Regions from separate parts of the Mus musculus genome. Here all the other regions are linked to region 1. Evidence: chromatin contacts called from public Hi-C, HiCAR-type and HiChIP or PLAC-seq data. All regions are on one chromosome and are shown on one strand. The core of a region is the stretch at or near the end of the contact, and the rest is flanking DNA. Distances in the headings are between cores, read along the strand shown.

Region 1 (3,449 bases), core at 588-3,087:
CATATGCACCATGGATCATGCATGGAACTTGCTGAACATAGTCTAAGAGCTGAATCTTACAAATTAATGACATAAGAAAATAAATGATTTAATAAGCAAAAGTCATATTAAAGCCACCAAGGTACGTTTTCTCATTCAAAACAAGAATTAGGCTATTTTATTCCTGATGAAATGATAGTATGTGACCAAAACAGTCAAAGACAAAGGAAGGGCAAAGTTCCTTTTAATTAACTGAAGTTGTCTTTCAGATATAAATGCATACAGAAAGCCACTCTATGATGTATGTATTAATGATGATACAAGTGGTTGCATTTAAAACCCATAATCTGAGGATTGCCCTCTCTGGCTCTGTGAATACTGAAATATTATTTCTACAATTGGGTTCAATGCCCAACATACGTTAAATGGTGCAAGGTGGTATCATGTCTCTAATCCTCACAAAAGAGAAATAGCACATAGAGGATTAAAAGGTGAAGACCAACCTCAATAGGCCAGCCTGGATGGCATGAGATCCTTTCTAGGCAAAGTAAACATACAGTACTAGTTACTGTAACACCTTCTTCCAATACTTGCTATTTTTTTTCCTTCAACTTTCTGAAAAGCTACTGTTCTTGAGAAGGAACAAGAAAGAGCTGTATATGCAGGTTCATAATGCTGGCTCCATTAACCACTCTACTCTATAAGCACAATGAAGTTAGACTTTCTCCAAAGCACCCCTTTGGCTTCTTGGGGTGTATATGGCCCCCGAGGGCTTTGTTTTAGTTCTGGTCTTGTGACTCACAGGTTCAACATGACATTCTCCTTATTCTGCTCCTGTCTTTGCTGTTTACAGAACAGCAATGAACACCTCTCCTGTTCCCAGCCTGAGTTAGCTCCAAGAATCTCATACTCTTCTTTATCTGTTCTTGGCTGACACATGGATTATCTCTTGTGTCAGCTGCAGTTGCCAGTGTGCCTTGGCAATGTGAACTAAGCTGAATTCATATGACTCTGAGAATAGAGTTGGCTTGAACTCCCTATTACCAAGGTTGCATCACAATCCAGTATATTCATACGCCTGAATGATCTGAGCACTGTTGAAGAATCAAATCCCATTTCCTTGTAATATACTGGCCTTCTATCCAGTCTCCACTTCTATCTATAAAACCACGTGTAGAAACACATGTTCACATAAACGTATATTGGTTTTGATTAAATGTTTATTCAACCGCCACCGTGTCTTATAGCTACCTATCATTCAGAAAAGAAAATGATTTCACAATTGTAAAGTGCTACCTGGTAGGTTGTCTCTATGCCTTTTCTTCAATGTTCCTTAATTTGTCACAGAAGAGTTTTGACTGAAAACTTTAAAATGTTTATTTAATTTTAAAAGCAGTCTAAATAAAACCATTTTGAATAATTTAAAGCATGTTTGGCATAAGAATGACACAAATAGGCATTAAAAAAAAATAACCCTCAGGCACCTGCATATGACCTCAACTATGCTATTTTTCCCTCCTTGCATTTATGACTTCTATCAGCATTTCCCAGATTTTCCTCTTCCTGTAAACATGAGCTGCCAGACCATTTAAGGAAGTTAACTCAGAGCTGACTCTCCCAGGATCCTTGTTTTCAGAAGAAAAAGGCAAATCCTTTGCCCTAGTTGCCCCTGCCCCCACTCCACTCCACCCCACTCCACCCCACCCCACCCCGCATACCAAATCCAAATAGCTCTTGGGACAGGACAAACCCACTGTAAGAAGTAAACACTTAACAGGAAGTCTCACATAGCAACAGTCTCCAGGCACTAGAGGCATGAGTCATGCTGAGCACGCGGACCACAGCGCCTCTCCAGGGTTTACCAAGCTCTGACTCAAGAGTGGAGTCCAATTACAGAGACATTTCACAGGGCTCAGCACACTGGTGATGTCAGCTGATCCAGTTACAGTTGGGGGATCAGCAGGATTCAAACAAGAGGAGTGTTCATTCAGAGTTCCAGTCAGAGATTCCAGAGGCCCTGCCAAGTAAATGGAGGTTGCAATGAAAAAGCCACCTATAATAGAAAGTACTGGAAGTCCCGCTTAGCTGTTGCCTCAGGAGCAAACGGATCCCTGTCATTATGCGATTTGTCACTTCAGGGTAGTGTAGGGAACACCAGACTAGGTTTCACTGACTTCTTGGCTTTCTTGACATCTATGTGTTAAAAGATCTGCTGGAGGAAAGGGTCTATTTTTACTCATCATTGCTTCTCCATCTGTTTGCTATTTTCTATAAACAGAGATTAGCGTCCTGCGCGTGAGCCTATTTTAATCAGCGAACTAGCAGAGCCAAAGAGTAACAGGACGATATGAACATTCTGTTTCACAACAGAGCTTGCAATTCCTGAAGGACCTTCAAGCTATTCAAAAGAGGACAGCTTTAAAAACAATAACCGTGAAGGAGCATTACATCAACTTTAATGAATACATTTAATGAGTAATACATATATATCAAGCACAAATATATATATATATATATATATATATATATATATATATATGTGTGTGTGTGTGTGTGTGTGTGTGTGTGTGTGTGTGTGTATGTGTATACACATGCACAGACACACACACATATACACACACACAATCTTAGGAAAAATATTCTCAAAAAATTCTTACCATACTTTTTTGTTCTGTTCTCTTTCTATATGCTTTAAGAGCAATTTATGAATAAAAGCCCACAATAATACTGTGCTGAACACAGACTGATCTCACATTCTTAAATAAAGATACTTGTGTTATGTGTTCTTAAGATGTCCATACAAAAACCCAGAAGAAAAGGTATCTCAAAGTAGAAGGATTGCTGAAAGGGAAATACAAAGTCTTGTGGAAAGTACATAAAAATTGCTGAAATGTAACAACTGGCACTGTGGGTAAAGTGAAGTGACTTTTGCAGAAACATCTTCACCACCACACACATGAGTGAGCATCTAGAACCCTGCTAAATCATCATCTTTCTAATGGATGAGTGTGTAATGTGTAACTGGTGGGTTTTGTTAAGAACATAAGAAACGAATGTTGTTCTCTCTTGCGTAAGTGATGTCCTGTGTCTAGAAATGTCAGTGTTTAGCCTTAAGTGCTAAAGCTCTGTTTCTTTTTTTTATAATTAGGTATTTTCCTCGTTTACATTTTCAATGCTATCCCAAAGGTCCCCCATACCCACCCCCCCAATCCCCTACCCACCCACTCCCCCTTTTTGGCCCTGGCGTTCCCCTGTACTGGGGCATATAAAGTTTGCAAGTCCAATGGGCCTCTATTTGCAGTGGTGGCCGACTAGGCCATCTTTTGATACATATGCAGCTAAAGACAAGAGCTCCCGGGTACTGGTTAGTTCATATTGTTGTTCCACCTATAGGGTTGCAGTTCCCTTTAGCTCCTTGGGTAATTTCTCTAGCTCCTCCATTGGGGGCCGTGGGACCCATCCAATAGCTG
Region 2 (3,736 bases), core at 583-3,082, 780 kb before region 1:
CTGATACAGAGGCCACAGAGGGGTGCTGCTTGCTTCCCCTGGCTTGTTCAGCCTGCTTTTTTATAGAAACCAGGACTACCTGCCCAGGGATGGCCCCACCCATAATGGGCTTTCCCACCTTGATCACTAATTGAGAAAATGCCTTACAGCTGAATCTCAAGGAGGCATTTACTCAAGGGAGGCTCTTTTCTCTGTGATAACTCCAGCTTGTGTCAAATTGGCAAACAAAACCATCCAGTAAGTACAGGGTATCTGGGAGCAGCGAAAAGAAGGACTCAAAGTCTCAAAGTCAATTGGTGGTTCCAAGCTGACCACTGGTCTTCTGTTTGATACAACTTTTCCAGTCTGCTTTCTACGTTCTGCTTTCTCTCTGGAGATTTCTCTGTCTATATTCTGCTTGCTTGCTATTCTAAGAGATCTCTCTGTCCATGTCCTGCTTCCTTGTGTGTGTGTGTGTGTGTGTGTGTGTGTGTGTGTGTGTGCGCGTGCGCACCTGTCTCTTTGTCAGTTCTCCAAGCAGTTTTCTGTTTTTTTTCCTAAAAAGTTCTCTGAATAGCTCACCTCCTGCAGAACACAGGTCTTGTCTTTTATTTTACATTATCAACCCAGTCATTTACTCCAGGTTTACTTTAGATTATTCTATGAATCAGCATCTGGATTCAGAAGTGAAAGCAAGCAAACATTTTTTTTTTCCAAAGGCTGCAAAAGAATTCAAAGATCAGTCTTCCTTTGTTAAACACAAAGGATTAAGTAGTTGGGTGGGTCTCTTCCCTGAAATTACCATTTCTACCACACCTGGGCCTCACCTTTATGTGTCCCAGGCTGACCTTGAATTCAATCTGCCTGCCTTTGTATCTTTCTGACAAGCTGGCTCCTAGTGCAGCTGCCTTTGTTCCTTTAGATTCATGAAGCCCCTCATAATTCATATTGCATTCTTATATTTTGCATAGTTGAGAAATTATATATTTTCAAACTCCGGTATCTAGAGCTCTTTCCCATAGCCTTAAGGGTTGTCTTGAAGGTCCCAGACTTCACCATTTTGCTGAGACTTTAGCCACACCTTCACCTCCTGGTCTCCTGTTGGCTGATCATCAAGGAGTCATTAAAATTAACACAGAGGACATTTCTTGGAGGAATGTGAAATATGTAAATTATTACACAAACAAGCCTTATGCCCACAGTGCCCATCTAGATTCCAGGAGGCTTATACCGGGGCGCTGTCCTGGGGCAGGAACGATGTCACCATGTCACTTTGTCCCCACCAGGGCCATGCTGGACTCTGCACCTTGTGGTCCATGTGTGTATGCTAATACTGTGCGGAAAATGTCCACCATAGCTTTAGTCCTGCGAATATTTTCAGCCTGAAGACCGCTCCTCTACAGAGATCGCTACTACTGAGCTTAGGTAAACCTCTCTCCTCATGTCAGCTGGACACCATCAACTCTGCCTCATTACTTTTCTGTACAGAAATAAATCTATCACCTTGATCAGTTGTATGCAGTCAACTGGTTGTCTTACTGTTCTACTTTACACATGCTGTGCTTGTGGGGTATGGGGGTTTCTCAGAGAGCCTGCTCTATAGGATCCCAGCTTTCTGTTCAAACACCTGTCTTCTCTCATTTCTTCATTACCACAATCAGGTTCGTACTTGGAGTCATACACAGAAGCAGCACTTGGTCTTTGAATTTCAACAATCATAGTGTAGTGCTTGTCTCAACTAGAATATTATAAACAGAGCTCAGAAGTCAATGGTTATAGCACCCTGAACACATCTGGCCTGAAAGTTATGCAGTATTTGGCCTGGTTAGTTCCTGGGAGGTGTTTCGTTTTACCTTGAGGTCCTAAGCCCTGACTCATAGAACTGGAAAGTTTACAAGCCGATCATAAGTGCTTAATGTGTGTCTGCGTGAGCGAAAGTCTCTTCCTGTAAAATCATTTACCAAGGTCTATAAACTGGTTTCTGTGACAGTCAAGTTTCATTTTAATTACTCCCATGCTTGTTTATGCTTTGATGATATTGTTGATTTCTTAATCCACTGGGTCAGAATTTTGCATAATTTGTAATTCGCACTTCATTTCATATTTGTATGTTCTTCCTCCTAATTAAAAGAATGAACATTGAAGAAAAATACCTGGAGGTAATAATAAGAAAACATCCATGGAAACAAGGAACTTAAATGAGACTGTTTGAGGCACTAGAACAAGCAGGAAGTAAAGAATGTTAGTAATTAGCTGAGTGATAAAGTCTCTCATTGCTGCTTTGCCCATTGTCCTTTGCTACACAGGAGGAACTGCTGATAATTGGTAAGCAGCCTTTGTAGACTGCAGAGTACCTAGTTTGCATATAGTTATATACTAATACTCCAATGGGGTCTAAAAAGAACCCAAAGCTCAGATTGGGTTATTTTGACAACATAAACTTCTTACAGTTCTAGATGCTGGAAGTACCACATTATCTATGAGCAAGGACCCTTTTTGGATATGCCCATTGCAATCTTTTCCTTCTATTCTTACCTGATCATCCCTCTATGTACAACTTTTTCCTAACATCCTTTTAATAAAGGCACTAGGTGTATTGGCTTAGGGTCCCACTCTAATGCCTTTTTAAAAATCTTCATTAGCTCTCTGGGTCCACATTAAGTCATGCTCTGATATACTAAGAATTAAATCTTCAACCTAGAACTACACAAGAATACTAGCCAGACCAGAGCAGTCTATTATTACATTGTATATAATTTATATTATAAAGTACTAAGATACATAATATTATCCCCATTTTACTGACATGTAAATTCCGAGTTATAAATTGATAGCTTAGGGGCATAGAATTCAGTGAAATGAAATCAGTCATAAGTGGTGTCATCGTCATCTTCCTAAGTTTTACCTGATCCATCATCTCCCTTATATCAGAGAAAAATAATGTGTGCTTAATATCTTCTTATGCAGAACAATGATAAATATAAACTTAAATTTTATTGGTGTGTGTGTGTGTGTGTGTGTGTGTGTGAGAGAGAGAGAGAGAGAGAGAGAGAGAGAGAGAGAGAGAGAGAGAGAGAACACACGCGTAGGGATCAAGGGACGGTTTTTAAAAGTCAATCATATCCTTGCATGTTGGGTCCTGAGGGTTGAACTGAGATCATCAGCATTGGCTTCTGGCGTCTTTAATTGCTGAGCTATTCCTGGAAAACAGCCTTGCCTTTAAGATGTAAGGTGTTTGCACTTTCAATTCTATTAGGAACGTTTTTTTGTTATGCTAAAGTCATAAAAATTAATAATCAGAACACTTGTAAAAGAATAGCACATATAAAACATTAAGGTGGAAAAATTTAGATTTTCAGAGTGTTACTTAATTTATCTTCAATTCTTTCTATGAAAATCTCATTTTCATTTTTTTTTGATATATCACTTACTAGAAAATAGTTTAAAGTACAATGCTGTGGATCAAGATTATAAGTTTTCATATTCAAATTTATATCTGAACCGATGATTAGACTGCAAGAAGTCTTGTAAAAGGTTAGCCATGTGGGCTTGAGTTTGTTATAATGTATTGGGAGTCAAATAGGTGGATCTCTTGAGGCTTTCTGGATAGCCAGTGTGGCTCTAATTAGCAAACTCTAGCTCAATGGATAAACCCCCAAAAGAAACAACAACAACAACAACAAAAACCCAGGGTGGATAGCACTTATGTAATGACACCCAAGGTTGAACCCCCAGCCTCTAGACATACAGATTCACA
Region 3 (3,843 bases), core at 606-3,105, 900 kb before region 1:
TCCCAAAAAAACACCATTAGGTTGCCCTTGGCTTGACAATGTGTGTCAGATCTTAGGTAGGGTTAAAAGGTTCAAGTGAATTTTATGTCTTCTCATTATTTTGTTAGGGCAAGGATAATATTTTTAGCACTTTCTCTAATGATCAAATAAATGTGACATTTTTATGCATAGAGTTTCTTACCACTGACTTGGTTTGAAATAACTTTTAAGCTTAAGGATTTTGTTACTGTCTTTCTGGATTCCTCATCCCACAAAGACTGTCTGAGGCTTGAAGAAGAATATAAATGATAAGTTGGAGATTACATAAAGAGATTTTGTAAATAAACAGTATTAGACCATGGCTGTGACATAAAATATTTTAAGTCTTTTTTAAAAAACAAAAACACAAAACAAAACAACAACAACAAAACCCCCAAAAACATGGCTCTTGGTTTTAGCACTTTCCACTCATGTAACAGCAAAATTAGGTAGTCAATTTTTGTTTGTTTGTTTGATTTTTCAAGACAGGGTTTCTCTGTGTAGCCCTGGCTGTCCTGGAACTCACTCTACAGACCAGGCTGGCCTTGAACTCAGAAATCTGCCTGCCTCTAACCCCCACCCCCCAAGTGCTGGGATTAAAGGCATGTACCACCACTGCCTGGCTGATAGTCAGTATTTTAATCATGAAAATTTTTGGAGGTGACCAATTGAAACATAAGTAGGTGTATTGAGTTGTGAATTCTGCACTGTCTGCCATACTCTTGGGAAGGGCCTAATACTTGTGACAACTATTCTTGATTGTCCTTTGTCCTCCAGCTACCCTAGGAGCTGTGCCTTCCTCTACCATTCAATTTTCTATATTCCTTTCCCGGGCATTGCTCTCCTCCCTTCTCTTGGGGAAGTAGCTGTGAGTAAAGCCTTTTTCTCTTTTGTCTACTGCAGGAAATCCATCTCAGAGCTTTAAACATGGCAGATAAATACTTGACCATCAAGCTTAGTCATCAGCCCTTGAGAACATCTTAGTATTCGCCCCGGGAACTTTCCACAGACTAGGCACAAATGTGAAGTAAAACTGTGTTTTCTTTGATTTGGGATTTTAGATCAGGGGTCATTTTAATAAGTGCTTGTTTTGTTTTGGATTTGATTGACCATCATACATATACACTGCAGGTCATGGCTATATAAAAGTACCCTAACCTCTCAAATATAATTTGCTGTCTGGAAATATAATAAAATTAACATAAATTAAGAACTTAGAATTTCATGGAGAAAATAAGCCTGGACAAGTAACATGATAAAACTCTAGACTCTATGTCCATGCCTCTGGATTCTAAAAAAATTATTTAAGCAAGATAATTTCAGCCAGGTCAAGGCAATTCTTCAAAGAAAATGGAAATGATCTCTATGCTAACACCTGTATCATAACTTTTTTATAGTTGTAATACAGCGAGTCCATTACTGCTTTTTTATTTTTTAAATATTAATTCAAAATTTTTTCTTGCTTTGTGACTAGCCTTTTCCCATCTAGGTTTGTTGCATAGGTTTGTTGACAAGAGCACACTTTGACATTTAGGGAGAGAGGTTTGCCTTTAAAGTGGAAAAGTTAAGGTTGACTACTCTTCTAAAATGATAAAATTGCTCTTTCAAATAGGACTTTTTGCCACAGACTTGCTTTTAATTTAACATAGTACCAAAGCTTAGTCTTCGTGGAGTTCAGATTATACTAAGAAAATGTACAATTTGTGGTAAACAGAACCACTTCCTCTGGAGAGCTAATGTAAATCATGAATTAGGCAGCAACTTGCTACTCCAACCTGTCTGAGGTCCTCTGAGTCCACAGGACTGAGAGCCTGAGTTCCATTTCAGTGACTCATTGTAGATCAGAAGGGGAAATTCCAAAGAAACACTAGAAGAATTTTTTTCACTGATAATAAGTGAGGTATCCCAAAGGTTCACTAAGACCATTTTCAAGAAGAACAACAACACATGAGAAAAGAGAAATAGAATCAAAGAAAAGTCCAACCTGTGAAGAGAATTAATGTTTGTTTTCCTCAGGCTGACCTTCAAGATCCCCTTGCTTTTTAGAGAAAAAGGAAAAAGAAATTAGAAAAATTCTGCGAGGGGAAAAAAAAAAACTAATAAAGCAGCCTTATAATTGTCCTCTGCTCATCAAACTGATTGCAGCCTGGGGTTGCTGATGTGTATTTGATGTGTGTAGTTTTCTGAAAACCAAGGAAATCCTGTTCTAGTAAGAAATTACCAGTAGCTGCAATTCTCAGAAGTTAAACAGCATTGCCGAAATAACTCTGCACCACCTTACTGAAGACCTAGTTAGGTATTTTCAACCACATTAATAGTGTTTATCATCACATTCTTAAGTTCTAGAGCTATGGTCAATATTTTAAGGGTCTGTTTAGAACTATTTGTTTGCACATATTTCTTCATAATCATACCAGTTAATAATATACAGTTAAATTACTCCTGATGCCAGTGGGGCAACTAAAAAGGTGAGGAAATAATTTTATGTTAAATAAGACATAAAAGCATCTCAAGACCGAGTTATTCTACATGATCCTAGTTAGCTCTTTTTCTTTTGACAGTGACAGTAGCAGCAATTAAAGGAGTCAGAGGGTGGCTCTTCCGTTTCATCGTAAAATTAATTAAATTTTATCTTTTTATTTAGTAATAAATGTCATAAACAGGCTTTTTAAAATCTGAAAATAGTTCACTGTGTCTCTTCTATATTTTCATTTCACATTGATACTAGGAGGCACAACAAACTAATAACTAGGTATTCAACACAATTGGGATGGAGATTATTATTAGACCTTGATTAATGTTTTGCTAATAAGCTAAGTTTATTTCTCATGTAACAAGCCCTTCTAAAAAGTGAGCCAACTTTGAAAAACGTCTCTTACTGATTCTCTGAGTACCACCTACTTCTGAATATGAAAGGACTTAAGATTATCCTTATCTTCTGTACTCCAGGTTTTCTGTTCCTAGGATACCCTCAGTTTGTGTTTATTGATTCTATTTCCATTTCGAGTTCTTGAACAGTTTTATTTATTTATTTCCTTCATCTGCTCAATTGTGGTTTCCTGTATTTCTTTAAGGAGTTTATTTGTTTTCTCTTTAAAGGCCTTTAACTATTTGGTTGTATTTTTCTGTATTTCTTTAAGGGATTTATTCATTTCACCTTTAAAAGTGTCTATCATCTCTATAAGATTGAATTTAGGGTCATTTTCTTCTGTTTTGGTTGTGTTGGGATATCCAAGGCTTGCTGTAGTAGGTTCGCTATGTTCTGAAGGTCTCATTTTCCCTGGTTTTTGTTGATTGTGTTCTTTCTTTCGAGTGCCCTTAGCCATCTGGATAGCTTTATTGTCTGGATGTTTCCATTGAAGTAAGTATTGGGAGGGGCTAACCTCAATGATCGTCTGAGCCAGGCCTCTGATGGGTACCCTTGGGTTATATGGTACTGGATCCACAGGTCTGATAAATGTGAGCAGAGAGGTATTGGGGTACTTGAGGTATGCCAGGGATAGCTGGCAGCTCAGGGAAGCTGGGAGTGTCCCAGAGTACTCAGTAGGTAGGAAAGATGGTGCAAAAGAGAGTCTAACCAGTATGCTTCTGAAACTGCAGGTCTGATGAACAGGAATGGGAACAGGAACAGGAACAACAAATGTAAGCAGCACCAAGAGACTAAAAGAGATGGAAGAGAAAATCCCAGGCATAAAAGATACAGTATAAGAAATTTATATATCAGTCAAAGAAAATGTTAAATCTAAAAAATTCCTGGCACAAAGTATACAGAAATCTGGGATACCATGAAAATACATAACCTAAGAATAATAGTATTAGAATAAA
Region 4 (3,747 bases), core at 874-3,373, 740 kb before region 1:
TTTCCATGCACACATAACAGGAGGGAAGAGAGGAGGGCTGAGGAGGAAGAGGGAGGGGGCAAAGAAGGGAGAGAGGGAGGACAAAAAAGAGAAAGAGAAAGAGAAGAGTCCAATAATTCTATTCATCCAAAGCAATTCTTTCTAAATCCAAGTATGCTTTCAGAAATTGAGAATCCTGGAACAGCATCTACTTTACAAGTAAAACCTCTTTGTATGCACGAATGGAAACAAGCAGCCATTTCACTCTGCCAGCATCATTTAGTTGTCATTTAGTGGACAGATTTTCTCACAAATGAACAATGACAAAGAGGAAAGCTTGCCCTCTAGTACTTTGAGATTACTTAATTATAATGCGATAATTTCATTGAGTAAAGAATAAATTGGATTAAGAATAAGAAAATAGTTACTGGGGAAACTGAATGTAACACCATATTTATTTTAGCATTTTCCCCTTAACACAAAATGGCACAGTGGCAAAATTTGACTGCAAAACTGAAAGATGGGGCCTTTTGTCATTATAGATTTGTCTAGACACTGAAATAGCTGCTCCACTACCCTTAGGTTCTGTAGGACCTATGTCATTCATCCAATAGAAAAACACAATATCGAAATGAAATATTATCTCAGTCATACACTTTATGTAGTTATAAGATTGTTCCTTTTTCTTTCATTTTGCTAATATTATTTTAATAGTATTCTCTCCCTATGTTACAAATATTCATTTTGAAGGTGCCCTATGAATAGTTGCAATATGAAGAAAATAAAAATTTTCTAGGGGATCAGATTATCTGCACTGCAGCCTTAGGTCCTTCATGACTTGAGTGTGTCTTGCAAAGTCATGACAAGTGTCAGTTTTAAAGACTCAATTTCATCAGGTGGGCATGAAAAACACTCTCTCCAAACCCTTGTCTCACTAGTTTCCAGTTTCAGTAACTTTTCTGAAAGCCTGGTCAGTTACATGAGGGTCAATCAGAAGGAAAATTGAACATTTTCTTTTTTATGTAAACTGAGTAAAATTTCTAGAAAGCCTGAATTCTTCATTAATGCCAGTGTTTTAAGTCATCTTTTTGTTCTTACAATTTTAAGGGCCTTGAGTAGAAATTTCATATGATTAAGCATTGTAAACCATTTAGTTATGTAAATATCTCTAAAATCCACACACTTCACTTCTGTATTCAAGCTTGTTCTATAACATCTTGCTGGGGTTTACACTAATTGTCATTGTAACTTTACAGAGAAGCAAAATTGCTAAATGCAAAAGTGGTCTGTTATTTCCTTTTTTTTATTACGTGTTTTCCTCAATTACATTTCCAATGCTATCCCAAAAGTCCCCCACACCCTCCCCCCCCAACTCCCCTACCCACCCATTCCCATTTTTTGGCCCTGGCGTTCCCCTGTACTGGGGCATATAAAGTTTGCCTATCCAATGGGCATCTCTTTCCAGTGATGGCTGACTAGGCCATCTTTTGATACATATGTTATTTCCTTAATCTGACCTACTATAAATCTTATAATAAATATCAAAAGTATTTAAGAGATATTTAATGCAAATCAATACAAATTTTAAGTAGTTTTTAAATAAACAGGTGGATGGATTCTTTTATTTCATGGCTTCTGATAAGTGAACTTAGGTAAGATTTTCAGTATTTGCTTATGCTGTTTCTGTATATCTGATATTTCCTAGGAAACAGTAACACCTGGGAGATGGACATAATTATATGAATTTCACCTATGACAATAACTGTACATAACATCTTTGTAAATATGCATATCCTTTTCCGTAAAGGACAAAGAATACATTTTCCCAAGCGAACTAGTGTTTTGGCTAACAATTCAAATGAAAGCCAGATCCTTTTGATTGGGCCACATTTCTCAAGTCAACTTCTTCTGTGAAATCAGCTCAGATTTTATGTGCTAAAAATGACATAACATGTACTCAATGAAAGATGTAGTAATTGACTGAAAGATAGGAGAGAACAGTAAGAAAATTACAATTTGGTAAAATAAAGTTTCCTATTACTATATAAACATTAGGTTTTACACTAAAGAAAAGCTGTATTTAGTAAGTCTATTACATAGCCATGTGGATTTGAGTCATTTCCTTTCCATTAAAGCAACCTAAACCATAACTTCCTCTCCTGGTGTATATTTTGCACCCACCAGCAGATTTCAGATCTCATTGCTACATGTCTTTGTTCCTCAAAAAGAAGAAGAAGAAAAAGTAGAAGGAGGGGGAGGAGGGAAAGGAGGACAAGGGGGAGGAGGAGAAGGAGGGGAGAATAAAAAAGAAAGGAAAAAGAAATGAGAGGAAGGAAGGAAGGAAGGAAGGAAGGAAGGAAGGAAGGAAGAGAAGAGAAGAGAAGAGATCTCAGGGTGTGTTTTTACTTTCAGAGGTAGAGGCATCCAAACTAATTCTAAGAATGAAACAAACTGAAAAGCAAGCAACCAAGGTCAGTCTGAAAGATTTCACTTTCAGAAATGGAATAATATCAAGGCTAAGCTCTATGGGTACCTTTAAAAAAGAGGTTAGAAAAAAAAAAAGGACTGTATTTAGCAAGGTGAAATGACTTGCATTTAATTGGGGATAACACACACACACACACACAGTCATGTTGAGATTTCTTTGTTCCAATTTCATTATGACACAAGATAATCTTGTATAATCTTTAAGAATATAGGTTACTTTGTAAGTGAAAGAAAACAGAAAAAGAGAACAAGAAAAGAAAACTATTATCATTGCTTTAAGTTCTAGACTCTTTTTCAGTCTTAACATGATTTCTTTTGTACAAATACTTATCACATTTTCTAATTCATTCCTTCACCTCCTGGCCTGGGAAAGAATGTGCTGGTAAGGTTCACAAAGCACACTATGATACCAGCTCTTGTAGGATCCTTTCATTTCCAAAGAATAGGAGGAAACTGAGTGAAGATTGGAAATATCAGATGGAGAAGGCCATAGTTTGAATTACCAGGTTTCAAGCAAAGCAAGAACAAACAATGTCTAGGGAGACAGCATCAGTAAGCTCAGGGTAGAATCCACCACATAGGGGGACTTGTGGAGTTCAGAACAATGCTTTACAATGAAAGAAGCAACTCTTAAATAAAGACAGAGTTCTGGGTGATCCTTGGTATACTAGAAACGTGCATTTTCTTCTTCTTCTTCTTCTTCTTCTTCTTCTTCTTCTTCTTCTTCTTCTTCTTCTTCTTCTTCTTCTTCTTCTTCTTCTTCCTCTTCTTCTTCTTCTTTCTTCTTCTTTCTTCTTCTTTCTTCTTCTTTCTTCTTTCTTCTTTCTTCTTTCTTCTTCTTTCTTCTTCTTCTTCTTTCTTCCCCTTCCCCTTTCCCCCTCGCCCCCCCTCCTCCTCCTCCTCCTCCTTCTTCTTCGACGTTGGGTGGAAAAATTTGATGATAGGAAAATGTCATAGGAGAAGACTGAAGAGAGAATACACAGAGGAACAAGACAAAGGTATAGGCTACAAGCGATTGCAAAAATGAAGGCTAAGGTGATAGCTGGTGTGTAAAGTAGGTCCATACTTGATCACAGTGGTATAAAGAGTATGTTTAATTTTTAGTAGTAAAAGAGATAAAGTATAATGAGATAAGAGAAAATGCAAACTTCCTGGAACATTTGGACATTTGAGATGAAGTGAGGACTCCAAATTAACAGACGAACTGATCTAACCTAGCTACAGAGGGAACTGATTAACAAAGACAGAGAAGAACCAATAGTGCACAGCTTGAGACAGTGG
Region 5 (3,668 bases), core at 1,163-3,662, 810 kb before region 1:
GTCCTCAATGAAGGAGTTAGAGAAAGGACTGAAGGAGCTGAAGGGGTTTGCAACCCCATAGGAGGAACAACAATATCAACTCACCAGACCAGCCCACCCTCCCCCACCCCCAGAGCTCCCAGGGACTAAACCACCAACCAGCATGGAGTGACCCATTGCTCTAGTCAAATATGTAACAGAGGATGGCCTTTTCATGCATCAATAGGAAGAGAGTCTCTTCGTCCTGTGAAGGCTTGATGCCCAGTCTAGGAGAATGCCAGGGCAGGAAGGAGTGGATAGGAGGGTGGGGGAGCACCCTCATAGCAGCAGGGGGAAGGGGTATGGGATAGGGAGTTTCTGGAGGGGAGACCTTTAAAAAGTATAACATGTGACATGTAAATAGAAAAAATATCCAAGAAAAGAAGAGAAAAGAAAAGAAAAGAAAAGAAAAGAAAAATCACCTGATTTTAGTTTTTTTGTCATATTGTATATATTTCATAATATATACATATATTATGGAATATATACAATATATATATGTAATTATACATGCATATATGTATAATATAATATATAATCTTATAAGTGTATAAACAAATATTTCTTGTATCTACACATATATACATGTATATAATTATGTATATGTAGATATATCACATAAGTAATGAGACAATTTCTATATACTATTATTATATATTAAATTGTATATTGTAATATCATCAGGCCAAAAAGAGCTGTAACTCAGAAATAATTACTAAAGATAAAAAGAGACAATATATAATAGAAATATTTAACTTTCCTTTTGTTTTGTTTTATTTTTTGAGACAGGGTTTGTCTGTATAGTTCTGACTACTGGCTATTCTGAAACTTGCTTTGTAGACCAGGCTGGCTTCAACCTGATAGAAACCTACCTGCCTCTGGCTCCTCAGTGCTGGGATTAAAATTGTGTAATACCACTGTTCCAGTCATTTAGTTTTTCTAATTAAGATGTAAATAAAACTATTATAAGGATAGAAAAGAAACAAATACAAGTGGATAAATGATTGAACAAAGTATTAGGAGACATTTTAATAGAACGGTTCTGGTTCTACTTCCCAGCTACAAGATAGTGGGTTGCTGCTTATGCTGCTTATGGTTGGAATTGGCAAAATGACCCCACGAGAAACACTCACCACAGCATTAAGGAAAACATAGTAGAATGTATATTACTCACGAGACACCAGTACTCTGGAATTTCCCAAATAAACTAAATAACAATGTTGCTATTATAACATTCCTGATTAATAAAGAGAAGATAAAATTACAGAATATAGAAAGGATACATAGATTGATAGTTCAATCCACAAAAAGAATTTTATTTAGTCATGAAGACCAGGGTTTGAGCTCCAGAACCCGTGTGAAAAAGCCTGACTAGCTCACATGAACTTGTAGTCCCAGCACTGCAGAGATAGAGGCATAAGATCTCTGGAGTTTGCTGGTCAGCCAGGCCAGCCTGCTTCCAAAGTCCCAAGCCTGTGAGAGACCTGTCTCAAACTAAAGTGACTATGTTTCTGAGATCCTGAGAACAGAAACTTACATACACACACACACACACACACACACACACACACACACACAGAGAGAGAGAGAGAGAGAGAGAGAGAGAGAGAGAGAGAGAGAGAGAGAGAGAGAGAGAGAGAGATTTGAGTCTAATTATGATATGTAGCTATGCAAAAGAGACAGAAATTCTTGGAGAAGGGTTAGTAAGGATGAGGAAGAGAAGGTAGAAGCTGTTTCAGTCATCCCAAATACAGGACAATAACCTTTCCACTTCAGACCATTTCTAGAAATAAAACAATCAAATAAATAAATAAATGAAAGCAATGAAAGGATGTGAAGACCAGGAAGTTATTTAATAATGGAGTTTATTGCTTTACTTTCCTTGGAGGCAAAACATACTGGAAAAATCTCTTTGCCTCCACATTCTTCAAATGTTATCTTTACATGTGACAGTTCTTTTAAAATTCAGTCTTTCTTTTCTTCCTGGGTAACATGGTGGACCTGAATTCTCCGGTTGATAATTTGTGTGTTGTGTGTAACTCTGTGTGAAGGCACATATGAAAGACTTTAACCAGGAGAGTAACATCACTGTAGTAATATCAAACTTACCATTTCTTTCCAGTGGCATTGCCCATGTGATCAAACACTGCGGAATGGATTGAATGTGGAAGCATTTACTCATGTCATCAACTTCAAAATAAGAATGTAAATGTTCTACACATACATTAAATGAAAAAAAGAAAACCATACAGCCTAGGTCTTGAGAGTTCCGGCTGTCAATACGGTAGCTGTGGGCTAACAGACCCTGAGTTTACTTGTGCTGTCTAGGTGGGTCGGATTCAAAAGGAGTTCAGTCATCGGACTTAGCTGCCTGCCTTTGCATGGCTGAAGAATCAACATTACCAGCGTCACTTCATTTCAGACTGGGGCTAAGTAGCTTTGAAAAACTTGAGGCACATACACAACCCACTCAGTTACTTACCCCGTGCTAGCCAAATAATGATCCTACTGCTTTATAAAAAGAAGGTAGTTGAACATGCATGTTGTTAAAGAGGCATATTTGGTCACTCTAAAACATAGCTGTAAAATTGCACAATCTAAAGGAAGGAACGGTTTGTTTTGCCTCTTTTATTGCCAGTTAAATGCCAGAAGACTTTTAAAGCAAGAGCAACCAGTGCAGAGGAGGGAGAAAAAAAACTAATAAAAATTTTATGACCTTAAAATAAACCCATCGCTCTTTCCCTTTCATACTTTTGCAAAACTTTCTATACTATCTGGCACCAGAACCTACGTGTAATGTTTGAGCTCTGAAAATACCAGCAAGGTATCAGAGGAAATCATATCTGTAGGAATAAAGATGCTGTAAAACAAAGCAGGGAAACCGAAATTTTCACATAGAGCAAAACAGTTGATGTCATTTTCACTCTAATATAGCAAAATGTACTATGAAAGAACAAAGTGGAATTGAATTCATGCTCCTATTTTCCCTCAGTAAAATCCTTTTAAAGGCTGCATTAGTGATTTTTATTATATTATCATATTTATTATACTATATTATATTGATTTATCTTCTTAGTGTATGTGTATGTATACATTTGCATGGCATGTATACAAACTTGGTATATGCCCACCCATGAGGGTGCTTCTGGGGCCAGATTATAGCATCTTCTTCAGTTGCTTCTTACATTGTTATATCCTCCTCCTCCTCCTCCTCATCATCATCATCATCATCATCATCACCACCACCACCATCCCCACCAAAGATTGTGAAGCTTGGTGTTTGAACTAGACTGGCTAGCCAGCTGTTCCTTGGATTTGCTTATCTTCATGCCACAGCCTGCCCCATACCAGGGTTATAGGGACACACTACATCAAGCTCAGTTCTTCATGCCTGGGAGACAAGTGCTTCACAGGCATTAAGCCCTCTCCCCAACAGAGTAGTTACTTTCTCTAACTTGTCTCAGAATTTGTCTCACAGTTTAACATGAATCCTCAGTGAACAGACCCTAGAAACCTTAATATCTTCAAATCAGAGGCCCTCAAAACACTCTGAGCCAACTGATTCAGGTTTTCTTTTCTTTTCTTCCCCCCTCCTGACAGTTTTCATATCTCCTCTGGAGACTCTGCTGGTAGCTATGAGTTCCATAGCC
Region 6 (3,821 bases), core at 21-2,520, 920 kb before region 1:
AAATTTGGATGTCAAAGAACTTAATAAATGCCTCATAGTATCTTAAAACCAGACATAATCATGACTAGGTGAGATGAAAAGGATCTACTTATTGGCATATGGCTTGTGTCCTGAACAGCTACCTTATTGGGAAAGGGAAAAGCTTAGGTTCTCTTCACAGAATGCTGCAGAAGCATGACGGCTAATTCCTGGGACAAGCAGACAGGTGAGTTCTCTGAGTGCCCTGACTGTAGTGACAAGAAAGCTGAATTGGGTATATGTTTTTGACCCACCTTTGCATGCCATTTTCCCAGTTTGGCCAAGCTAACTGCCTTGCTTCAAGCTTTTAAACCTTATGGGACATAGAATATTAGAGACCGTGTAATGTGACTTAGAAAGACTAGTCACAAGAAAGAGTTATAGTGATTCTTCTCCTTCCCTCATTGTGATCAGTTATTCTACTCAATCTTGGACTGGTCTAGTATTAATTCCAGTATTAGAGAATCTTAGGGAAGATAGCTAAAATCTTAATTACCTAGCAAAGTTAATTTGGAGCACAGCCTCCACTCCCAGAGAAGCTGCAGCCTTTCTGCAATTCTCAAAGCCACCTCCCCCACACCTGGAGCTCTAAGTCTAAACATGATTGTTGCTAATTTGCAATTGAATGTAGTACCTGGACTTCCCCAAAGAAGCTTTTGTACAGTTGCTTTTCACTGTCTCCACTTTGTTTTTCAAGCAGGCCAGTCAACACCCTTCAGCCTGACTGCAGCAGGTGTGCAGCCTCGCCTCCAACAGCGCAGGTGGCAGTTATTAATCTTCATGAAGAAGCACTCTAAGTACATATTGTGGCTTTGGTCTGAATTGGGAATAAGATGTGCCAATGAGGACCTCTCAGTCAAAGACAGGCACGCAGATCTCGGAACCATACCAATCTAAGACAGAGGTACGTGTGAAAAGGCCGTGGCTGTTGATAACACAACACAGAGCCATGTTTTGTATGAAATATAACACAAACAAGCTGCACGGAGCCTCCAAGACGGAATTGGATGGTTCGAGAAGATCTAAGATTTCCTAAGTCAGGCACGGCCGCCAGCCACCATAGCTCTCAAGGCAGGACTATAGAGCATAAATAAATTTTATGCCTCAGTCCAGCTTTTTAAAAAAACATTAATAACAGGGAGGAAATTGTAACCCCCCAGCCTGAAGCAGGCTGAGCCAGACCTTGACCTTGCTGCCACTAAGGAGATTACCTAGGGCTGAGCCTTCCTCCCTAGATTACTCTATTGTTCAGCTACTGCTGCTATTCCTCCTGCTGAGAGGCTGCTGAGCTATTATGGAGACTACACCCGATCCTGCATGTAGTTACCTGCAGCTGGTTCCAGGCTCCAAGAATGAATTGGTGGGAATGGGTCTCCCCCCTCATCCCCCCCCCCCCCCCGCCCTTTACAAGCACATTTGCCATTAAACATTTGAGCTTTGATCAGGACTCTTGACTTAGCTCCATTTTTCTCTCTACTGCCTAGTTCCCCTCTCTTTTCAGCCCCAGCTTGCCTTCCAGGTGAAACCTGGTCCATGTGAGCCACGGGCCCGTTTCCAACAGGAATGGATACAGAAAATGTGGTACATTTACACAATGGAGTACTACTCAGCTATTAAAAACAATGACTTTATGAAATTCTTAGGCAAATGGATGTGTCTGGAAGATATCATCCTGAGTGAGGTAAGCCAATCACAAAAGAAGTCACTTGATGTGCACTCACTGATAAGTGGATATTAGCCAAGAAACCTAGAATACCCAGGATACAATTTGCTAAATACAAGAAAATCAAGAAGAAGGAAGACCAACACGTGGATGCTTCATTCCTCCCTAGAATAGGGAACAAAATACCCATGGAAGGAGTTATAGAGACAAAGTTTGGAACTAAGACGAAAGGATGGACCATCCAGAGACTGCCCTACTCAGGGGTCCATCCCATAATTAGCCACTAAACGTAGACACTATTGCATATGCCAGCAAGATTTTGCTGAAAGGATCCTGATATAGCTTTCTCATGTGAGGCAAAAAGTGGATGCTCACAGTCATCTATAAGATGGAACACAGGGCCCCCAATGGAGGAGCTAGAGAAAGTACCCAAGGAGCTGAAGGGGTCTGCAACCTGATAGGTGGAACAACAATATGAACTAATCAGTATCTCCCAGAGCTCGTGTCTCTAGCTGCATATGTAGCAGAGGATGGCCTAGTTGGCCATCACTGGAAAGAGAGGCCCCTTTAGGGGAACTCTAGGGTCAAGAAGTGGGAGTGGGTGGTTAGGGGAGCAAGACAGGGGGGGAGGGTATAGGGGACTTTTGGGATAGCATTTGAAATGTAAATAAAGAAAATATCTAATAAAAAATTGAAACAACAGAAACAACAACAACAAAAACCCAGAAGACATGAATTTGGGATAGAAATGTGTGTGTTGTGGGAGATATGGATTTGGAGAATGAGATAGGAAGTCATATGATCATATTTTATTGCATACATCTATGAAACTCTGAAAAATAAGAAAAGATTCTAAAGAGTGTTTGGGAACATAACTCAGTTGAAGTAAAAGCTCCTTGGTGGACAAAGGATCTGAGTTTTGATCGGTAGCACCCCATGTATACAGCCAGGCATGGTTGCACACTCCTGTAACCCCTACACTGTGGTGGGAGAAAGAGGGAGCTCCGTGAAGGTATTCTAGCTAGGTTGATAAAGTTTAGCCTCAGAGAGAGACTCTGCCTTAGAAAATAAGGTTGAGATTGATTGAAGATAATACTATAAGTTAGCTTCTTGACTCCACCTGCAGGAGCATATATGTGTACCTCCATGATCACATGTGTACTCATATGTATACACTTCCACAGTAACAACCTCATATACCATATACAACACATCTCACACACACATTTTTCTTTTACTGTAAACAGCTTCTTTGTCTCATAAAATATCCTAATTATAGTTTTCCTTCTCTCTTTTCCCAGTTTCTCCATACTTCCTTTATCCTCCAGAACCACACCCCTTCTGTCTCTATTTAAAAAGGAACGGAATTCTAAGAGATAACATCCAGACATGACAAAATAAAGTATAGTAAGATGAAGGAAAACTATCCTATCACAGTGGGACATAGGAATCCAACAAGAGGGAAAGAATGCCAGTAGCAGGCAAAAGAGTCATAGACTCACTTGTTCTCACACTCAGTTATCCCATAAAAATACTAAGTGACAGCTATAACATATACTCAGACAACCTGGTGCAGATCCCTGTAGGCCCTGTGCTGGCTGCTTCAGGTTCTGTGTGTTCATATGTGTCTTGCTTAGTTGATTCAGTGAGCCTTGTTTTCCGGGTGTCCTCCATTCCCAGTGGTTCTTACAATCTTTCTGCCTCCTCTTCGTTGGGATTCCCTGAGTTCTGAGGGCGTTATTAAATGGAGATCTCCAATTTAGACTCTCTCTGCATAGTTTGACTGCATCATCTCTCTTCATCTGTTCCCATCTGCTGCTGGGGGAAGCTTCTCTTATGATAACTGGATGAGGCACTGATCTATTGAATATAGCAGAATATAATTTGGAATTATTTCATTGATTTTTTTCAAAGATTGTTAGGGTTAGGTTTTACCCTAGGTTGCTGAGTTGTCTAATCTCTGGTTCTTGTTTACCCAAACAGTGTCAGGTGAGTTCCTTCTTGGGGAATGGACTTTAGGTCAAATCAGGCTTTGTTTGGCTACTCTCACAAGGTCCGTGCCTCCATTGCCCTAGCATATATTATAAGCAGGAGATATTGTCAGTCAAAGGTTTTGTGGCTAGGTTGGTATCCACATTTG
Region 7 (3,824 bases), core at 717-3,216, 1.0 Mb before region 1:
ACAGAGAGAGGCAGGCCTGGTGGTGCATGCCTTTAATCCCAGCTCTAGTGAGGCAGAGACAGGAGATTCTCTCTGAGTTCCACATCAGCTAAGGCTACATAGTGAGATCCTAGTTCAAAAAAACAAAAGAAGACAAGATGTGTACACTCAACCACATACAAAATGATGCTGATAATTTTATACAGAGATCAAATGTAAATAGTGTGTCTTTTATAAGGAAGATTTCTTACACGTAGCTCCTTCCCTTTGTAGTTAATACAGCCTCCTTGGATTATCTCCGTTGAAATAATGTTTAAATGCAAATTTTCTGAATTCTTTAGGTAATTTAGCTCTTTAAGATGTATTTTCCTTCTCACATTGAAGTGACTTAGGCTCCTGTGCTGCTTCTTGTCTTTTTTTGTTTGTTTGGGGTTGTGGAACTTTTAAAAGAAAGGACAGAGCTTTGCAGGAGGTACTGAGGAGCTCATCTTTAGAAGAACGTTGAGCTAGACCAGACAGACTGATCACTGTCGTCAGATTGGATGCCTTTCTGTAATTAGACATAGTTCAAAGAAACTTTTACTCCAAATTACTCTACATCCTTACGTGTCTGGGATCTACTCAGAAGAGAAACATGACAAGGTGTTTGAAACAGTCTAGACTCTAGTCATCCTGCTCTCTTCTTTTGTTTGATGCTACCCAGCAATACAGTTTCCCTTGGAGGGACAGGAGAAGCTGAAGCAGGCCACCTTTTCTATATAAGGACATTCAGACAGCTGGTGTCCAGGCGCCTTGAGGTAAGCATGCATTCAACAGCTGGATTCCTCTTCCTCTTTTTCTCTTTGTTGTTTTCATCCCAATGACATCAGCTCCTGATTTTATGATCTCCATGTTGGACAGGGCATCCTTATCTGTCATTATTATCTGGGCGAGGCTTTAGTTATGAAGAGAAGGAAAAGATGATACCCAAACTAAATGGTAGTGACATTTGTCTCTTTGCCTCTAAACTGACTGGAGTCATGCTGAATCCATCCAACAATTCCCAATGCTCCAAACTGTCTTATTTCCATGCTTCCATTTTCTCTTAACTGCTAGGATTTTTCTCCCCACCTTACCCCACATCCCAGCACACTTGCTGAGTGCTTTCTCTTCATATTTATCTCCATGTAAGACAGAACTGGTGTTTTTCTAAAATTACATGGTACCTCTTTTGTGCACACATTCTAAAGAAGTCCTGAGATTCTCTCCCTGTATTGATTTGGATGGAGTTGCCTCGAGCTGTCTGCTCTTAGGGAGACAGAAAGGTCACGTTTGTAATTGCTTTGAAAGTAGAGAAACTTCCAGAAACTTAGAAAAAGGGTTTTTGACCTTAGGGTCTGAACAGTTAATGGAGTTGTTTGTGGATGAGGTAATGTTTTGTTAACTCAGAGTCTGGACCTGTTATCCTGTAGTAACTCACTGAAGAAGTCTTTAACTGAAGGTGTGTGGGAGCACGGAGAACATTTCTGATTATAGAAACATTGATCTGATGTTCAGGGAGGCAGTTTTAACTTTCCCAGTGAGTTAGTTACAGCAACCCAGGCATCTCAGAGGATGCTTCCGTCTAGCTTTCCATCTTGTTCTGTTTTTGTTCCCTCCATATTACTAATTATGAATACAAGAAAGGAATGACTTTTCTGATGCTCTATGTCTTAAAATCTCTATTTTCAGATTAGCAACCTCAGGGGTAGTGATAAATAGGTCACTTATTACTGACGTCACAGGGAACTCCATGCGTGCCTCAGATGAACCAGGACAGATTTGAACAGTAAGGTATGGAGTTCTGTGATTAAGACTGTAAAAGACCTCAGCTCACTTTGAATGACAGATGCTAGCAATAGGTTAAAAATCAGAGTAAATGCTGAGAGTTTCTCTTTTTGAGACACATCATTTGGGTGGAAAATGACTCATGCATACTGGCTGACACAATGACCCTCCTGGGTGTGGAGGGCACTTCCCCACTATGCTTATCATAAACCCCAGCCCTCATTCCAAAGGGCCTCATTTACTGAGGGGGTGTTTTCTTCCTCACAACTAACTGGCTGAACCAGAAAAACTGTGAAATACTTTGGATTACTCAGTGAGAGGCCATTATTACCTGATCCTTATCACACCTCCAAAGGCCTTTGCTGTATAGTACATGCTGCCTGCCTCTCATTTCTGTCTTTTGTTTTCCACTTTTCAAGTTACTCTGAAGCTGGAGGGGGAGTTACAAGGAAGCCCCAGATATTCTTCTCTCTCGGCAGAATTTCCTGGTAAAGTTGAGTCCCAGATCCCAGTGTCCGGTTAGGGCTGATGACCCGTCCAAGATTAAGGCTTCCCAGGCAGGAACTAACCTCCCACATCCTCCAAAGCGCCTGCATAATACTTCCATTCTGACTTTGGGTGGCACAATTCCTATATCCATCAACTATGCAATCTGCACATGGTACTCTGCAAATGGCTGTGGACTCAGGCAGTAAAGGTCTTGTTCTTCAAACCAAAGTTGAATATCAAGGAATTAGGGAAGAAGGCTTGTAATGCAGGCAGAGGGGAAAGCTTCCTGTGGGCAAGGTTGTGACTGACCCTGGGTGGGCAGGAAGACCCTGTGTTTATCATTGTGCCTCGTGTATATAGTGGCCTCTGAGATGACAGTTAGTTGGTTCATTTTCACAATAAGGCAAAGATCCAGATATCCTGGGGATATAACGTGCCGCATAGTCAGCCTGACTTAAGTCCAATAGCACGAAGATATTATTTGGGGCGGCCTATCATATCCATAAGCTCAGTAAAACAGTAGTTGGAGAATTTCTGGAGGGTGTGTAGGAAAGTGTGGTGAAGACATCATCTCTGCACTCATGCTTGTGTCTTTGCATTGTGCTTATAGTTATAAATATCTATTTGCCAGCTCAGATACTGTTTTGCTGTCTGCTGCAAGCCTCTACATTTTCTTCTCACTTCTGTAGCCATAGCCCATATGGCTGAAAGATGTGTAAAGAAAGAAAATCATTGTATTTTCAGTGGTTCAGACTGAGTCTGTTTGAATGGTTTCAAACCTGCATGAATATAATTACAATAGAAGGAAAATTCTCCCCCCAAAATCTATATCATATTAATGCTGATAACATTGCTCTTTTTTGTCCTCTACATAAGCCAGCCCCATGTACAAGTACTACACAGACTGACAAGCTCAGCTTTCATCATTTTATTGGGTGTTATTTCTAAGATCTCAGTATAAACAGGGTGCTCCCTTGGGATGTATTTCAGCATCAGAGTGTTTGCCTCTTGTGTGAAAGATTCTCGAATTGGGCTTTGGTCCCTAGCATCACCTCTAAAAAATAATAATAAATCAATAAAAGATTTAAAAAAAAGGAAGGAAAAATTAAAATTGTCAGCCTGTGAGTAAACTAGTATTGTCTTTTCATAATCAAACATAACCTTTTTGTCAGTGGAATTTTATTTCATTTTATAGTGTTATTTGGGTCCCTTTTGTTATCAGAAGCATCATTAATACATTTCTGTAAGAATAGCGGAACTCAGCTGCACATTAATGTTTTGGGTAGAGTCTGGAGTCAGAGTGGCTCAGCCGATCTTAGATGCCATGACTGTCAGCATATGTATCTTTATACCAACCTTTTGTCCAAATACTCTTTGTTATGGTGGATTCTGGGCACAGTGACAGGTATTAGTTTCAGTTTGATGCATTGATGACTTGAGAAGTGTTTTTAGCAAGTTGTTGGGGGTGGGGGAAGAAAATGTCATTTTCATAGAAGGAAAGATGGTATCAGAGGTCATTTCCCATCATAGTCATGCCTCAGCTTGGACTT

The links. A called contact is a pair of places that touch in the nucleus more often than the background predicts. HiCAR-type assays count read pairs that join an accessible place to other places. HiChIP or PLAC-seq counts read pairs in DNA pulled down with a chosen protein or histone mark.
Region 2: a HiCAR-type map of embryonic stem cells shows a contact between it and region 1, with 6 times the contacts expected there. The contact joins two enhancer-like sites. A contact is called at or near these places in 2 of 484 Hi-C or Micro-C datasets (pancreatic cancer cells and reprogramming fibroblasts), 11 of 115 datasets of contacts at active chromatin or transcription factors (embryonic stem cells, epiblast stem cells, heart atrium and 2 more) and 1 of 9 other capture datasets (embryonic stem cells).
Region 3: a contact with region 1 is called in a FOXA1 HiChIP or PLAC-seq map of pancreatic cancer cells. The contact joins two enhancer-like sites. A contact is called at or near these places in 3 of 484 Hi-C or Micro-C datasets (the AML12 cell line and Th1 cells) and 4 of 115 datasets of contacts at active chromatin or transcription factors (the NIH/3T3 cell line, embryonic stem cells, pancreatic cancer cells and 1 more).
Region 4: a contact with region 1 is called in a Hi-C map of bone marrow-derived macrophages, with 5 times the contacts expected there. The contact joins two enhancer-like sites. A contact is called at or near these places in 4 of 484 Hi-C or Micro-C datasets (bone marrow-derived macrophages, cortical neurons and spermatogonial stem cells) and 1 of 9 other capture datasets (embryonic stem cells).
Region 5: a Hi-C map of uterus shows a contact between it and region 1, with 2.6 times the contacts expected there. The contact joins two enhancer-like sites. A contact is called at or near these places in 1 of 39 promoter capture datasets (3T3-L1-derived adipocytes), 3 of 484 Hi-C or Micro-C datasets (bone marrow-derived macrophages, embryonic stem cells and uterus), 2 of 115 datasets of contacts at active chromatin or transcription factors (both in embryonic stem cells) and 1 of 9 other capture datasets (embryonic stem cells).
Region 6: a contact with region 1 is called in an Esrrb HiChIP or PLAC-seq map of embryonic stem cells, with 18 times the contacts expected there. The contact joins two enhancer-like sites. A contact is called at or near these places in 4 of 484 Hi-C or Micro-C datasets (embryonic stem cells and uterus) and 6 of 115 datasets of contacts at active chromatin or transcription factors (embryonic stem cells and epiblast stem cells).
Region 7: a Hi-C map of bone marrow-derived macrophages shows a contact between it and region 1, with 9 times the contacts expected there. The contact joins two enhancer-like sites. A contact is called at or near these places in 7 of 484 Hi-C or Micro-C datasets (the C2C12 cell line, adipose-derived mesenchymal stem cells, bone marrow-derived macrophages and 3 more), 7 of 115 datasets of contacts at active chromatin or transcription factors (CD8 T cells, bone marrow-derived dendritic cells, cardiomyocytes and 4 more) and 2 of 9 other capture datasets (bone marrow-derived macrophages and embryonic stem cells).

What each region holds. Positions count from the first base shown.
Region 1 is chr13:4,770,014-4,773,462 of GRCm38.p6, reverse strand. No RefSeq gene overlaps it. Among named protein-coding and RNA genes, the nearest start is that of Gm40658, 46 kb to the right of the region's middle. Within about 2 kb of position 1,837, at least 305 of the 459 cell types and tissues checked have an H3K27ac peak or open chromatin away from gene starts, as enhancers often do. A contact at or near this core is called in CD8 T cells, the NIH/3T3 cell line, bone marrow-derived dendritic cells and 5 more, where this site is marked.
Region 2 is chr13:5,547,492-5,551,227 of GRCm38.p6, reverse strand. No RefSeq gene overlaps it. Among named protein-coding and RNA genes, the nearest start is that of Gm40661, 4.0 kb to the left of the region's middle. Within about 2 kb of position 1,832, at least 39 of the 459 cell types and tissues checked have an H3K27ac peak or open chromatin away from gene starts, as enhancers often do. A contact at or near this core is called in embryonic stem cells and pancreatic cancer cells, where this site is marked.
Region 3 is chr13:5,664,788-5,668,630 of GRCm38.p6, reverse strand. No RefSeq gene overlaps it. Among named protein-coding and RNA genes, the nearest start is that of Gm35330, 58 kb to the left of the region's middle. Within about 2 kb of position 1,855, at least 40 of the 459 cell types and tissues checked have an H3K27ac peak or open chromatin away from gene starts, as enhancers often do. A contact at or near this core is called in the NIH/3T3 cell line and pancreatic cancer cells, where this site is marked.
Region 4 is chr13:5,510,372-5,514,118 of GRCm38.p6, reverse strand. No RefSeq gene overlaps it. Among named protein-coding and RNA genes, the nearest start is that of Gm40661, 41 kb to the left of the region's middle. Within about 2 kb of position 2,123, at least 44 of the 459 cell types and tissues checked have an H3K27ac peak or open chromatin away from gene starts, as enhancers often do. A contact at or near this core is called in bone marrow-derived macrophages, where this site is marked.
Region 5 is chr13:5,575,660-5,579,327 of GRCm38.p6, reverse strand. No RefSeq gene overlaps it. Among named protein-coding and RNA genes, the nearest start is that of Gm40661, 24 kb to the right of the region's middle. Within about 2 kb of position 2,412, at least 14 of the 459 cell types and tissues checked have an H3K27ac peak or open chromatin away from gene starts, as enhancers often do. A contact at or near this core is called in uterus, where this site is marked.
Region 6 is chr13:5,687,745-5,691,565 of GRCm38.p6, reverse strand. It overlaps Gm35330 (a long non-coding RNA gene), which reads left to right. Exons shown (of 4, transcript XR_001780855.2): 4 at 719-745. Among named protein-coding and RNA genes, the nearest start is that of Gm35330, 35 kb to the left of the region's middle. Within about 2 kb of position 1,270, at least 8 of the 459 cell types and tissues checked have an H3K27ac peak or open chromatin away from gene starts, as enhancers often do. A contact at or near this core is called in embryonic stem cells, where this site is marked.
Region 7 is chr13:5,767,998-5,771,821 of GRCm38.p6, reverse strand. No RefSeq gene overlaps it. Among named protein-coding and RNA genes, the nearest start is that of Gm35413, 33 kb to the left of the region's middle. Within about 2 kb of position 1,966, at least 85 of the 459 cell types and tissues checked have an H3K27ac peak or open chromatin away from gene starts, as enhancers often do. A contact at or near this core is called in CD8 T cells, bone marrow-derived dendritic cells, bone marrow-derived macrophages and 2 more, where this site is marked.